2 separate regions of the Callithrix jacchus genome follow, and region 2 is linked to region 1. Evidence: chromatin contacts called from public Hi-C data. All regions are on one chromosome and are shown on one strand. The core of a region is the stretch at or near the end of the contact, and the rest is flanking DNA. Distances in the headings are between cores, read along the strand shown.

Region 1 (6,584 bases), core at 1,259-3,758:
CATTTATGTAACATTCTTGGTATAACAAAATTTTAGAAACATTGGGTGAGGCTACAAAGGGAAGTTGTGGTTATGAAAGGGCAACTGGAGGGACCCTTGTGGTGATGGACCTGTGCTGTACCTTGACTGTGGTGGTGGATACAAGAATCTACACACCTGATAACCCATATAGAACTAAATACACAGAAAAATAACAGAAATACAAAACAAGGAACCAGAATGAGATCAATGTGTTATACTGGAGTGAGCATAGAAAGTCTACATTAAGACAAAAGTATGCTAAATTGCAGGGTTTATTGCTGGCGACTATAGAGGACTTAGGTCTCTCTAACTCGTGGCAGAGAAAGAAGGGTGACAAGACTTTTTTATACTTGTAAAACCACCTTGGGAGTGGGGGTGAGGAGCGGGGATGGGGATGAAAGGCTTCAGACAGGATTCTGTAAATCACTTCCTGGGCTGAGATGAGGGTGGGGTTGGGGAGGGTGGGATCTGGACATTTTAAGGGCTAGGGGACTTTTGTTATTCTGATTGTTACTTAAGCGGTTTACAGAAGTCAAGATAAACATTAGTTTATACTTTATCTGGGTAGGGTTACAAATTTTAGTTACTTATTACAGGTTGTAGGGGCCAGGATGGAATTATTTTGGGCTGCTCATTTTGGTTATTACTGGTAAGTAAAGGCTAGCAACTCTGGCAGTTACTGATAAAGAGAAGGTAAGCAGCTTTACTTTTTACATTCTGCAAAGTAAACTAGCAGTCTTATTTACTAGCCAAGGCCCGCAGTTAATGGGGCAGCCTTTACAACTTATTTTTGAAAAACAGCTTTGTCTTTTATAAAATGGCGTTGCTCAAGTTCTAGCTATAGCACAAATGGATTGTATTAATGTCAATAACCTGGTTGCGATATTGTCCTAGTTTTGCAAGATACTACCACTGGGGAGACTCGGTAAAGGGTACACAGAATCTCTATTCCTTTTTTTTTTTTTTTTTTTTTTTTTTTTTTGACGGAGTCTCACTCTTGTTGCCCAGGCACCGCAACCTCCCCTCCTGGGTTCAAGCCATTTTCCTGCTCCAGCCTCCTGGGTAGCTGGGATTACAGGCATGCGCCACCACTCCCGGCCTTTTTTTTTTTTTTTTTTTTTTTTTTTTTTTTTAGTAGAGACGGGGTTTCTCAGTGTTGGTCAGGCTGGTCTCAAACTATCGACCTTAGGTCATCGGCTCGCCTTGGCCTCCCAAAGTGCATGGGAATCCACAATTATTTCACAAAGTTGAATAACCATCTTTTTCATCTGTGATCGAACCAGCAGGCAACATTCTACATTGTTTTAACCAATAAAGCAAAGTATGTACCCCTGTTCTGGTGGTAAAATCCTTTGACCATAATAAATGTCATCAGGTTGCAAATGCTCCACTGTGCTAAACACCTGATAACCTTACCTCGTGTAATCTACTCAACAGCCCTAAGATTAGGAAGACCCGAGGTGGGTGGATCACGAGGTCAAGAGATAGAGACCATCCTGGTCAACATGGTGAAACCCTGTTGCTACTAAAAATACAAAAAATTAGCTGGGCATGGTGGTGCGTGCCTGTAATCCCAGCTACTCAGGAGGCTGAGGCAGGAGAATTGCCTGAACCCAGGAGGCGGAGGTTGCGGTGAGCCGAGATTGCGCCATTGCACTCCAGCCTGGGTAAACAAGAGAGAAACTCCGTCTCAAAAAAAAAAAAAAAAAAAAAATTAGGAAGACATTGCTATCATTCCTAGTTCACAGAGGCGTCTGAGGCAAAGAGGTGAAGTGATTTCCTGGAGCCACCTGACCAAAGACTGGAACCAAGATTCTAACAGGCACGTGAAGAGCTTCTGGTAATAAATTTGTATCATTCTATTTCTGTTCTGTTCAGAGCCCCATAAAAGAAGTCCAGAAGACTGCGGGCTGTCAGTCTTCGCTGTGACAAAAAGCCTCCATGAGGAGCGAGGACCAGGGTCGGACGTGGAGCGCCCTATTAGCGGACGCTCGACTCAGAGGGGACCGAGAATGAAGACGATGGGTGCCCAACCCCTTCGCCTCCCACAGGCCTCGTGCGGGGGCGGAGCCGAGCGGGCGGAAGCGGGGCAGGGGCGGGGCCGAGGTCGAGCAGGAGAAAGAAGCCGCTGGGCCCACCCTAACAAGAATTTTCACGGTACTCCCGCCCACACTTTCTCCCGCGGCCCCCTGCCCGCACGGCGGTGGAAGTCGAAGACGCGCTACCTGAAGGGCCATGTTTTCAGTCAGCCCAGCGTTGGCGAAGGGCGAGGGCAGAACACAACCACCACCCTCGTCCCGCCCCGCTCAGGGCCTAGCGCCTCTACTCACAGCTTTGGAGGGTGGGAGGGAGCGAGCCAGAGTCCCCGCGTCTGCGGCGCCCTGCCTGCCCTTCGCCCTCCGCCGCGTGCGCCCATTGGCCACCGCAGCCTCTCCACGTAGGACGAAGGCGCGCGCTTCATTGGACCTCGCATGAGGGGCGGGCCTACAGTGCGCAGGTTGCCGGCCGTGGAGGGTCAAGTGGTAGCTTCTGAGGGCTGAGGAAGGGCAGCAGGCGCAGGCGATGGTGCCAGCGCTGCGTTACTTGGTTGGTGCCCGCGGACGGGCCCGTGGGGGTTTATTCGGGGGCTTCCCCGGGGCGTGCGGGCCGGCGTCGGGGAGGCCCCGACCGCTGTGTGGGGGTGGCCGTAGCGCCAGCACCAGGTGAGTGGCTGCTCGTCCTCCCCGCCGCCGGCGCTGCTGCCTCTCGCAGAGCCATCTCGTGCTGGAGTTGTGTCTCTGTTCCTACTTCCCTGTCCCGGGGTGAGGGCAGGTTGGGGTCCTGTGGAGCTCCAGCCTCGCATCCCAGGAACTACAAATCTGCGGGTTCATTCGTTCTATGTACGGGCGGGAGGAAAGGCGGTGTATGGAGTAGAGGTCAGGATTAGCTCTGGCTTTAAACCCGTCCACTTTCTGTTGAACTCTCGTCTAGTTACTTAACCTCCTTGAAGGCTCAGTTATGACTGGGACCTTAGTCTCTTCTGTAGGTGGTCGTTTGGAGGATAAAAAGGACCTAGTACACGTATAAGCAATCAAATATAGCTGGCGTCTTTGGGGTTGCTTGGAAGATCTGAATACAGTCTTAGTTCCTGACAGAGCCCGCTGAGTTGCCCCTGTCGGAAGCAGCCCGTAGGCTAATCAAAGCCCGCAGAATTCAATGCCCTGTGATGTATAGTTTGGAGGTCACATTCGAAACCACTTTCTCTGCCCTCTGTAGAAGAGGCAGTTTGTGTGAAGGATGTAAGGCTTGGAGAGGTTTTGGTTATTTTGAGGACTAGAAGGTGGGCCATAGGTGGTGACTGGAGCTTAGTGGAAGACAGATGGTGTGGAATGACACGGGAGAAGGGTTACATCACAGCAAGGTTTTTATTTTAACCACATGTTGAATTTTATTCTAAGAGCCACGGGAAGCTATTTAAAAGAATTTCAAGAAGAGGCTAGTGATTAAATGTTGATGTTCTGAAAGTTGATGCTGGCGCTGCGTGTTGATGGATGGAGGGAGTAGAATGGGATACCAAAGACAATTAGTGAACTGGTTGTTAAGGGCTGTAAAGTGATCTTTCAGATTTGAGGAGAGGGAGTGAGGGCGGCACATGTAGTTGGAAAAAGCACATTCACTATGATAATTTTATGTTTGAAAGTAAGAAAAGTTTATTGATGGATGTAATATAATCTGCGAAAACAATATGTTGGCTGGGAATCTGTACCAAGGTAATAATTCTAAGTGGAAGGTCTACCTCCCCACAAGCTTTTGTGTTACAATTATCAAAAGGCAGCAAGGGGCGGCTCATGCCTGTAATCCCAGCATTTTGGGAGGCCGAGGTGGGTGGATTACCTGAGATCAGGAGTTTGAGACCAGCCTGGCCAACATGGCGAAACCTCGTCTCTACTAAAAATACAAAAACTAGCCCGGCATGGTTGTGTGTGCCTATAATCTCAGCTACTGGGGAGGCTGAGGCAGGAGTATCACTTGAACCCTGGAGGAGGTGGTTGCAGTGAGCCAAGATCATGCTACTACATTCCAGCCTGGGCAACGAAGGGAGACTCTGTCTTTATTAAAAAAACAAACAAACAAAAAACCCAAAAGGCAGCAAGGATGAGAAACATTATTATGTAAGTTAAGACCACCCCTCTAAGTGAAGGTTTTGCTACCTTTTACAGAAAAGCGAGGCTTGAAGACAAAGCGTAACATCATAGTTGAACTTAAAAGAAAAAAAAAAAACAGTATCAAAGATACCTCTGTGTCGTATAAGTGCACTGCCATGATTGATATAGATATAAACTTGATAAGTTTAAAAAATTACAGTCGGTTCTCATTTCTGTGGGATCTGCATCTGCAGATTCAACCAACTATGGATCAAAAATATTTGCAAAAAAACGATAAAAAACACAAAATTTAAAATACAGTATAACAACTATTCACATAGCATTTACGTGGTACTATTTACTATAAATAATCCAGAGATGACTTAAAGTATATTGGATGATGTGTGTAGATTATATGCAAATCCTGTGCCATTTCATATAAAAGACTTGAATATATGGATTTTGGTATCCATGGGAGTCCTAAAACCAATCCCCTGTGGTTATTGAGGGATGACTGTATATAAAATATGATTAAGTCATACACATACAAATGTATTAAGTATTTGTAAATGTTTTGAACACCTACCTTAGTGGAAGATTATAAGATGTTTTGGAAAATAAAAATCCTATCTTAACAATGGTTATTCTTGTGGAATTTTTAAAAGCCAGGATATTTTGGAGTCCACAGAAGATCTATTTATTGTGAAAGTTGTGTAAAGGGTCAATGGCTGTAAATCAATATAAGTAACTATAGTGGAATGTGAATGCTTTACCTTTTATCTACTGAACTTATGTTTTCAAAAACCTATTTAAAGGCTTGGACTTCCAAATACACTCTAATCATATTAGTAATGTTTTAGTTGACTACTGTAAGCATTTGCCAATAACTAGTATTAATGTAGTGGACCCAGAATCCCATTTTACTTGTGCTGCTCTTTTTATACCCTCTCTTTTTAAATGTGTGCATTATTCATCATCCTTAACAACCATTTTATCTAGTCTAAAGCTGCTGCAGGAGAACCACCTGCTGTGTGTCACCTAGAGGTTCTCCCTGTTCAAGTTATGAGGATTATGCACTGACAGAGGGAACTTTATCCTCTATGACGCCCAAATTAATTTAAGATGCAGGATTTGATTTGTCAAGCTTATATATATTCCTAGTTGTCTAGGATCTGTTTCTGCTTCCAGATATAGCCATAGGTGTGGTAACATTTCTGATCAAATTATGTGCTTTGCTAAGGATTTTGAAATTGAAACTTAGATCACTTTTCAAAGAAAGGGCCTAATCTCTGAAATTTTCCTCTGTTTACTGTTCCTAAAAGATTCTTATTTGTTGACCATCAGATCAGTGTTAAAGGTAATCTTTAAGCTTCTAATTGCAAAGTTATATAAATTACACATGCTTGTTCTACATTTTGTAAATGGTTGTATACTCAGGGTTTGCCATGGCAAAGATTGTGTAGTTCCTAAGCCCATTTCTAGACCAATTATTGCCCCAAGGTTTATGTTCTCAGAGTTATTTCCTTCTCAAAGAAAAACATGTAAAAATTATTGCACACTAAAGTGTTAAAGCTTTAATGTGTTAACACATTGTCAAGAATACTACATTGGAATTTTACGAGGATAGGTAGTAGAAGCATAGTTATGCTTAACACAAGTATAGTCACGAGCTGCATAACATTTGGTCAACTGCAGACTGCATGTACAGTGATGGTCCCAAAAATTACCATATTTTTTTCTGTACCTTTTTTATATTTAGACATTTTTAGATGCACAGATACCATTGTGTTACAGTTGCCTGTAGTATTCAATATAGTAATCTGCTGTACAGGTTTGTAGTCTAGGAGCAATAGGCTTATACCATATAGCTTAGGTGTGCAGTAAGCTATGTCATCTAGGTTTGTTTAAGTGCATTTTATGATGTTTGCACAATGGAATCACCTAGCAGTGCATTTCTTAGAACCTATTCCTATGGTTAAGCAATGCGTGACTGCAATCACTTATGTAACTAGCCTGGCTGCCATGTTATGGAGATATAGAGCAGATTGGGCAACCAGTTATCTTGCCTACCAGTAAGCTGTAGCTGATTTTGCTACTGACCAGTGATGTGTATAACTAACTTTTAAGGTTTTTTGATGCATATAACTTTTTTGGTTTTTTTTGAGAAGGAATTTCGTTCTTGTTGCCCAGGCTGGAGTGCAATGGCGTGCTCTTGGCTCACTGCAACCTCCGCCTTTGGGGTTCAAGCAAGTCTCCTGCCTCAGCACCCTGAGTAGCTGGGACTACAGGCATGTGCCAACATGCCCAGCTAATTTTGTATTTGTAGAGACGGGATTTCTCCATGTTGGTCAGGCTGGTCTTGAACTCCAAACCTCAGGTGATCTGCCTGCTTCGGCCTCCCAAAGTGCTAGGATTACAGGCATGAGCCACCACACCCAG
Region 2 (6,584 bases), core at 1,201-3,700, 230 kb before region 1:
AAAATAATGAGTATAGCAGACACATTTTTGAACCACCATATAAAATCTCAACTTTTTCCATGCTATCTGCCTCTAGGTTGATGTTCAAAGCATATGGATCTGCCATTACTTGCAACATAAAATATCTGTACTCCAGGGTCTTGTTGAAACCTATGACCTCAAACATTTTATTGCCTACTTCATTTTAAATGCTGTATTTCAAGAATAACATGCTTAAAGGTTTGTCAGGATATTTATCCTTGTCTCAAACTGGGCATTCCGTTTCTACTTTATGAAGATGGCTCATTAAATAAAATTTTTTGAAGTATTCGCATGAGGAAAATATGTGCCTCTTTCTTGATCAGTTACTCTTCACTGTTTATTCAAAACACTGTAAAATCCTCTGCTTGGGCCAGGAGCATGGCTCACACCTGTAATCCTAGCACTTTGGGAGGCCAAGGTGGGGGCAGATCACCTGAGGTCAGGAGTTCGAGACCAGTCTGACCAACATGGAGAAACCCTGTCTCTACTAAAAATACAAAATTAGTCAGGCATAGTGGCACATGCCTCTAATCTCAGCTACTCAGGAGGCTGACGCAGGAGAATCACTTGAACATGTGAGGCAGAGGTTATGGTGAGCCAAGATCGGAGATCGGGCCATTGCACTCCAGCCTGGGCAACAAGAGCAAAACTCCATCTCAAAAAAAAAAAAAAAGAAAAGAAAAGAAAAAGAAAAAAATTAAGAAAAAAATTCTCTGCTTGGCCAATTTGTTGCGTTGTTCTGGTTTTGTATTTTCCTTCTCTTCAACTTCATACTGGTTTGCCCACTTATTTTTATCTTGTTTCATAGTGTTTTCTGTAGGTTGCCTGAAATTCTCTTGAGTAATCCAAGTATAAATATGTAAGAATAAATATATTTCAGACTAGATAAAGGATAAATACTTATAGGGCAAGAGGAAAAAAATCCCAAATGAATCTATGACAGTAAACAAGTACTAAGATACCAATAGAACATTTGAAGAGATTTTGAGTCATCGAAGCCAAAAGTATGTGCCCACCGAAACAAGTGCCAAGAATCTTTGAAAGAAGGAACTGTTCTTCAACAATTTTTTCAATGCAGCAAACACATAGGCTTTGTCCATGGAGCATGTAAGTCTGGGCTTACTTATCTTCCCCAAATAAGTGCCCTTTGTGTGTGGAGCACAAGAAAATACATATATCCCCTGTCCTGTTAAGGTGCGAATTTAATTTCTACATTATACAATTATCAACAATAAGGAGGATATTTCTCAAGAACAGAATTAAAAATGGAATGTTCAAAGCCACATGCCAACACCACCAACTTGCTTTTTCATTATGTTTCAGTCACTAAATGCAGTGGCTGAGTGTTATCTGGCATTTCTGTTCAAAATCTCTATGAGGCTCTGGAAATAACTTAGCCAGTATAACGTTAACACTGGCAACTTACTTTGTACCTTCAGAGAGCAAGACTGGAACTGAAACTGCAAAACAGCTTGTGAAATATCAGCCAAATTACTTCCCCGAACTCCTGTTCCATACGTGCTGTGCACTGTTAAGAATTTTAAAACCTCTTATATTCGATAACCCTCTTTACAAGCCTGTAAAACCCTTTATAAACACTTTCTTGGGTGTCAGATGCAAAACCTTATCCTCTTCAAGCTGCAGATAAGGATACTGAGATGTTGCCAAATATGCTGTGTTGTCCCAGAGCACATACTGAGGAAGTGGTAGAACCAGAACCAGTCTTTGACCCCTGACTTTGTTTTACTTTTGCGGAACTCCTGACCTCATTAAAGGTGCAATACCCGCGGTGAGACTCTGCTGGTATCCAACAGGGACAAAGGCCATTGAGCAGTTTTAGGAATTCAGGATTTCAGAAATGTCTCAGAAGAACTAAGTAGAAGACAGGTTGTGCAGGTGTGCAGTGCAGCCTCAAACTGGTACCACCGGGAATGGTTTGCAAAACAGGAAGGTGCAGTAGGGTGTGCCGAGACTTAGTTAACCTGGCAGTCCCCACCTCCTTCCTCGGCGCCCCGCTGCCAGGTTACTTCTGGCCCAGTGCCCTTAACGTACCTTTTCCGTGTTGAACTTGGAGGGCTGCGTTCCCATTGCCCTTCTTCCTCTACCCGTCACCCTCCAGGCCTACCTGACTAATGTGCGGACGGTTTAGCCAAGGCACGCCGGCCCACGAATGCCCAGGCGTGTCCCTTATTTCTGAGAGTGGGAGGGAGAGAGCCCAGGCCCTGCAAGGACGCGCCCGGCTAGGGGGGCGCGGTGGCGCGGTGGGAGGGTGTCGTGTCCTCAGCAGGCCTCAGGGCGGCACTCTGGTCCCGCGGCCAGAGCGCTCGGGCGGGCCGCTGGGCGCCGACCCATGCTGGCCGGGAACGTGTCTCCCGGTGACGCAGCCCCGGGTGGGGAACGTGGTGCGGCGGCGGCGGCGGCGGCAACCGTACGCGCCTCCGCCGCCTCCGAGAGGACGCGCGGTGCAGCGGCTGAGTGGCGGCGGCGGCGGCGTCGGGAAACCCGGAGCTGCCAGTCGGCGCGGGGGAGGGGGACGCGGGAGCGGTCTAGGAAGTAGGTCCCGGACTCAGCGCTCAACAAAGAACGGGGCCGCCCCCATCAGGTACGGAACCGGCCTTGGGCCCCGGCAGGGGAGGAGGCCCGGCCAGGCAGTTCGCGGGCGGCCGGGGTGGGGGAAGGGCCGCAGCCCGAACGAGGATACGGGGCGCCAGGGGCCCTTTCAGGCCCGTTTCTCTTCTACAGCCCCTGGCGGAACGAAGGGAAGGGGCTGGGCCGCGGGGGCGCGGGCCGCTCGGGGCCATATCCCACGACGCCGACCCGCCTTTGCTCGTGTTTAGTGCAGGCAGAGCTGCGGGCGGAGGCTCCATGTTGGGAAGCGGCGCCGTTCGTGCTTGTTAGCGGGAATCGGGGAGGCGCGGGCCGAGCCGGCGGGGGCCGGGCCCTAAGCGAAGATGGAGGCCCCGCTGCGGCCTGCCGCGGACATCCTGAGGCGGAACCCGCAACAGGACTACGAGCTTGTCCAGAGGGTCGGCAGCGGCACCTATGGGGACGTCTACAAGGTGAGTGGGGCTGGCCGGGCCCTTTTCCTGCTGTCGACTGGGTCCCGGGAATAGAAGCCACTTTCCGGCGAAGTACTGGGGCGAGGGGAGGATGCTTTTATTGTTGCCTCTTGGGGAGAAAGCGGCCGGAATCCCTTTTACTCGGTTCTGAGCACCCTGGACTCATAGCTTGTTCTAATCGCTACCAACAAGCAGAACTAACCACACGGTTGCAAACTGTTGTACTTTTTTGTGGTTTATAAGGCTTTTTAATAAGGCCTATTTATGGTATTGAAGGGAGTTTGAATCTGCTTATGGAATTACACCGAAGGATGCTCTAATGTTAGCATGGAAAAATGAAGTGGTAGACAGGAAAGAGTATTGACATTTAGATATTTGCATTTAAAAAAAAAACTTGTTTTAATGAATGAGCTTGACCTAAAAAAGCCATATGAAACCCTGTCTCTGACCTTTAACTGTAAGCAAACTAATATTGGTGACATGTATGCAAATATTATCCGATATAAAAAGATGCTTTTCCTGGTGGAAGTTTCATCGTTTGTTTTTGGTTCACGATAAAAATATGTTAGCATGCTGGGTTTTGTTTTACTTTAGCGGTTTCTTTCAGGGATTTATAACATCCCATAACCATGAGTGGATATGAGCTGCTGTCTTTGTATTGTGCTCTTTTGTATTATTTGGGACAAACGATGAGAGTGAGTTACTCCTAATTTAGAATTTTAAAAAACTTTGTAGAGAAGCAAACCGATTCCCCAAATCCACTGAGTTCTTGAATTCAGAGGAAAGAGATTGATATTGCCTTATGCTTTTTGTTCAGTGTTCCAGAAAGGGAGCATTAGTGCAACCCACAAGTATTAAGGCTAAGCTCCTCTGCTTTTTTGCCGCGGCGTTGTTTATTGGATTTTATCATGATATGTATCCCATTGTGCCAAACAACAGTTTTGCATATCCCTTAAGTGGTCTTGTTCCATTTGGGTAATTAACCAGTAAATTCCTCTGGGGTTATGTTGTTCTTTTGCATAGGTGGTTCCCCTCTTTCTATTTACTTGCGTTTAATTTCCTCTCTATTAATATTAGCATTTCAAGGTGGCGGTTTTATAGCTCTAGCACTGTTTGATTCTCCTGTGATAAACTAATGGAGAGGCTTTTTATTCCTTAAACAAGAGTTTGAGTCTTCTGTACCAGGCACTGTTAGAGGTACTGGGGTGTTGAATTGTGAGTAAGGTCCCAGCTCTTTAACTCAAAATGTTCAATGATTATAACAATCCTCTTCTTTATGTAAAATGAGAGGTAGTTAACTTAGTTGTTTATCCAGGGATTAGCCATTTTGTGGAATGCTCTTTAGAAAATTGAAATTCCTGTTTCCTTTCTCAATCTCGTTTTTTAGTCATCTTTGTCTATGATTCATTGTGTGTTAGACCAGTTCAATTTAGTTCATGTTAATTTACAATAGTATAAATTATACTTGGTGTATATATTCTCTTCTCCCTACTACAATAAAAGTTTGAGTGTTTTCCCTACAGAGATCTTAAGACCTCCACCCTTTTTCTTCATAGATCGTTAACTAAAGCGACTGTCTGGAGCAGGCTTTTATTCATGCCGGTGAAAACAAAGATTATATTTAAGGGGCAGCTAATATCTGCCTTTTACCCTGGTGCCTTCCTGTCCTAGCCTCTTTCTGCAGTTCCCAAACTGAGGATCAGAAACTGAATATTCATCACACTCTACCTTCACCCCTCAACACGTGGTCCTCTACCTTCATAGTGTTGCTTCCTCACACTTACATGTATATTCATTGCACACTAGGCCGCTTCTGATTCTAAACATCCTTAAGGCATTCATAGCTCCTTGTCTTTTGTTTACCTTTGTTCTAATTGCTTGGAATCACCTCTCACCCCTCCATTGCCACCAATTGCTGTAATACCTGTGCTTGAAAGCCTTACTCAGATGCTCCTGGGCAAGACCTAGCCCTTCACCCTTATTTCCCAGCCTCATCTACCACTCTCTTTAGTCATTATGCTTTAGTGACCCTGGCTTGCTTGCTGCTTCTTAAACATAATAACCATCTCCCTATCTTTGGGTCTTTGTCCTTGCTATTTCCTCTCTTCATAATGTCTCCCCTGCCCCCTACCATATGGCTTGCTTCCTTCCTTCTTTATTTTACACCCTCTCCATCTTTTTTCCTACTTTATATTTTGCTTTGTATTTACCACTAACATAATGTTTTACTTATTTTTTTCTTGTTTATTATCTATCTTGATTCACTAAAATACTCTATGATGGCAGGGATTTTAACCTATTCACTGCTCTGTCTCTGATTATGCCTGGCACAGAGTAAATACTTCCTAAAAATCTAATAAATGAATGAATGAATATCAGACTTTGTCACCTAGTTCTCTGATCATACGCTTTGACATCACAACACTAAGTTAGCATTTAATACTCTTAAGTATTACTGTAATGCCATTTGCTTGTTTGTTTGGAGACAGGGTCTCGTTCTGTCACCCAGGCTAGTGGGCAGTAGCGTGATCTTGGTTTATTGAAGCCTCAACCTCCTGGGCTGAAGTGATCCTTCCAGCTCAGTCTCGCAAGTAGTTGGCACTACAGGTGTGTGCCACCATGTCTGGCTAATTTTTTATATTTTTTTAGGGAAGAGGGGGTTCTTGCCATGTTGTCCAGGCTGGTCTTGAACTCCTGAGCTCAAATGATCTGGCTGCCTCAGGCTCCCAATCGGGTTACAGGCATGGGCCACTACATCTGGCCCTGTAATACCTTTTAATGATACTCTTCATGTGTATTTTTATTACAAATTTCAACTATTTGAGTTCTCTGGGGAAATAGTTCTGAAAAACGATTTTATAGTATATCCATTATCAGTCATCTAAGTAAGTCCTATAGAATTTTGTCAGTTTACTGTAAATTAATTTTGTTAATTTACTCCTTAGTATGCATAAAAACAGGTAACCTGAGTCTATAGTGCTGAGTTTTTTAAGCTCTGCGCAATTAGAGTAATTTTACTATTTATCACTGTGTTTCTGATAAGCTGAAAATCCTAGGAAGTTTTATAAGTATTTTCAATCTAGGATATAAACTAGTGAAATTACTACAGTAAAGAATAATGAAGGTAAATTAGCCACTGTTTTTCTCAAATAATATCCCCAAATTTGTTTGATCTTTTGTTTTTTGTTTTCTAAGATAGGGCCACACTCGTTACGCTAGAATACAGTGGCACGATCAGTTCACTGCAGCCTTGAACTCCTGGGTTTTAAGGGATTCTCCCGCTTCAGCCTCCTGAGTAGCTGGGATACAAGTGTGTGTCGCAACATGCCTGGCTAATTTTTTTTTTTTTTTTAATGTAAAGACAGGTTCTCCTTTTGTTGCCCAAGCTGGTCTCAAACTCTTGACCTCATGTGATCCTCCTGCTTCAGACTCCCGAAGGCCTGGGATTAATAGGTGTGAGCCACCAAACCTGGACTTACCCCAGCTTTTTTTTTTTTCACATCT

What was found. A called contact is a pair of places that touch in the nucleus more often than the background predicts.
Region 2: a Hi-C map of skeletal muscle shows a contact between it and region 1, with 6 times the contacts expected there. The contact joins the promoter of MAP4K5 here to the promoter of L2HGDH in region 1. A contact is called at or near these places in 2 of 3 Hi-C or Micro-C datasets (both in skeletal muscle).

What each region holds. Positions count from the first base shown.
Region 1 is chr8:84,838,555-84,845,138 of calJac240_pri, reverse strand. It overlaps L2HGDH (L-2-hydroxyglutarate dehydrogenase), which reads left to right and starts at 2,508. Exons shown (of 8, transcript XM_054239920.2): 1 at 2,508-2,723. The coding sequence starts at 2,584. It overlaps DMAC2L (distal membrane arm assembly component 2 like), which reads right to left and starts at 2,388. Exons shown (of 6, transcript XM_035260460.3): 1 at 2,247-2,388.
Region 2 is chr8:85,072,543-85,079,126 of calJac240_pri, reverse strand. It overlaps MAP4K5 (mitogen-activated protein kinase kinase kinase kinase 5), which reads left to right and starts at 2,450. Exons shown (of 32, transcript XM_078334875.1): 1 at 2,450-2,623; 2 at 2,859-3,080. The coding sequence starts at 2,973.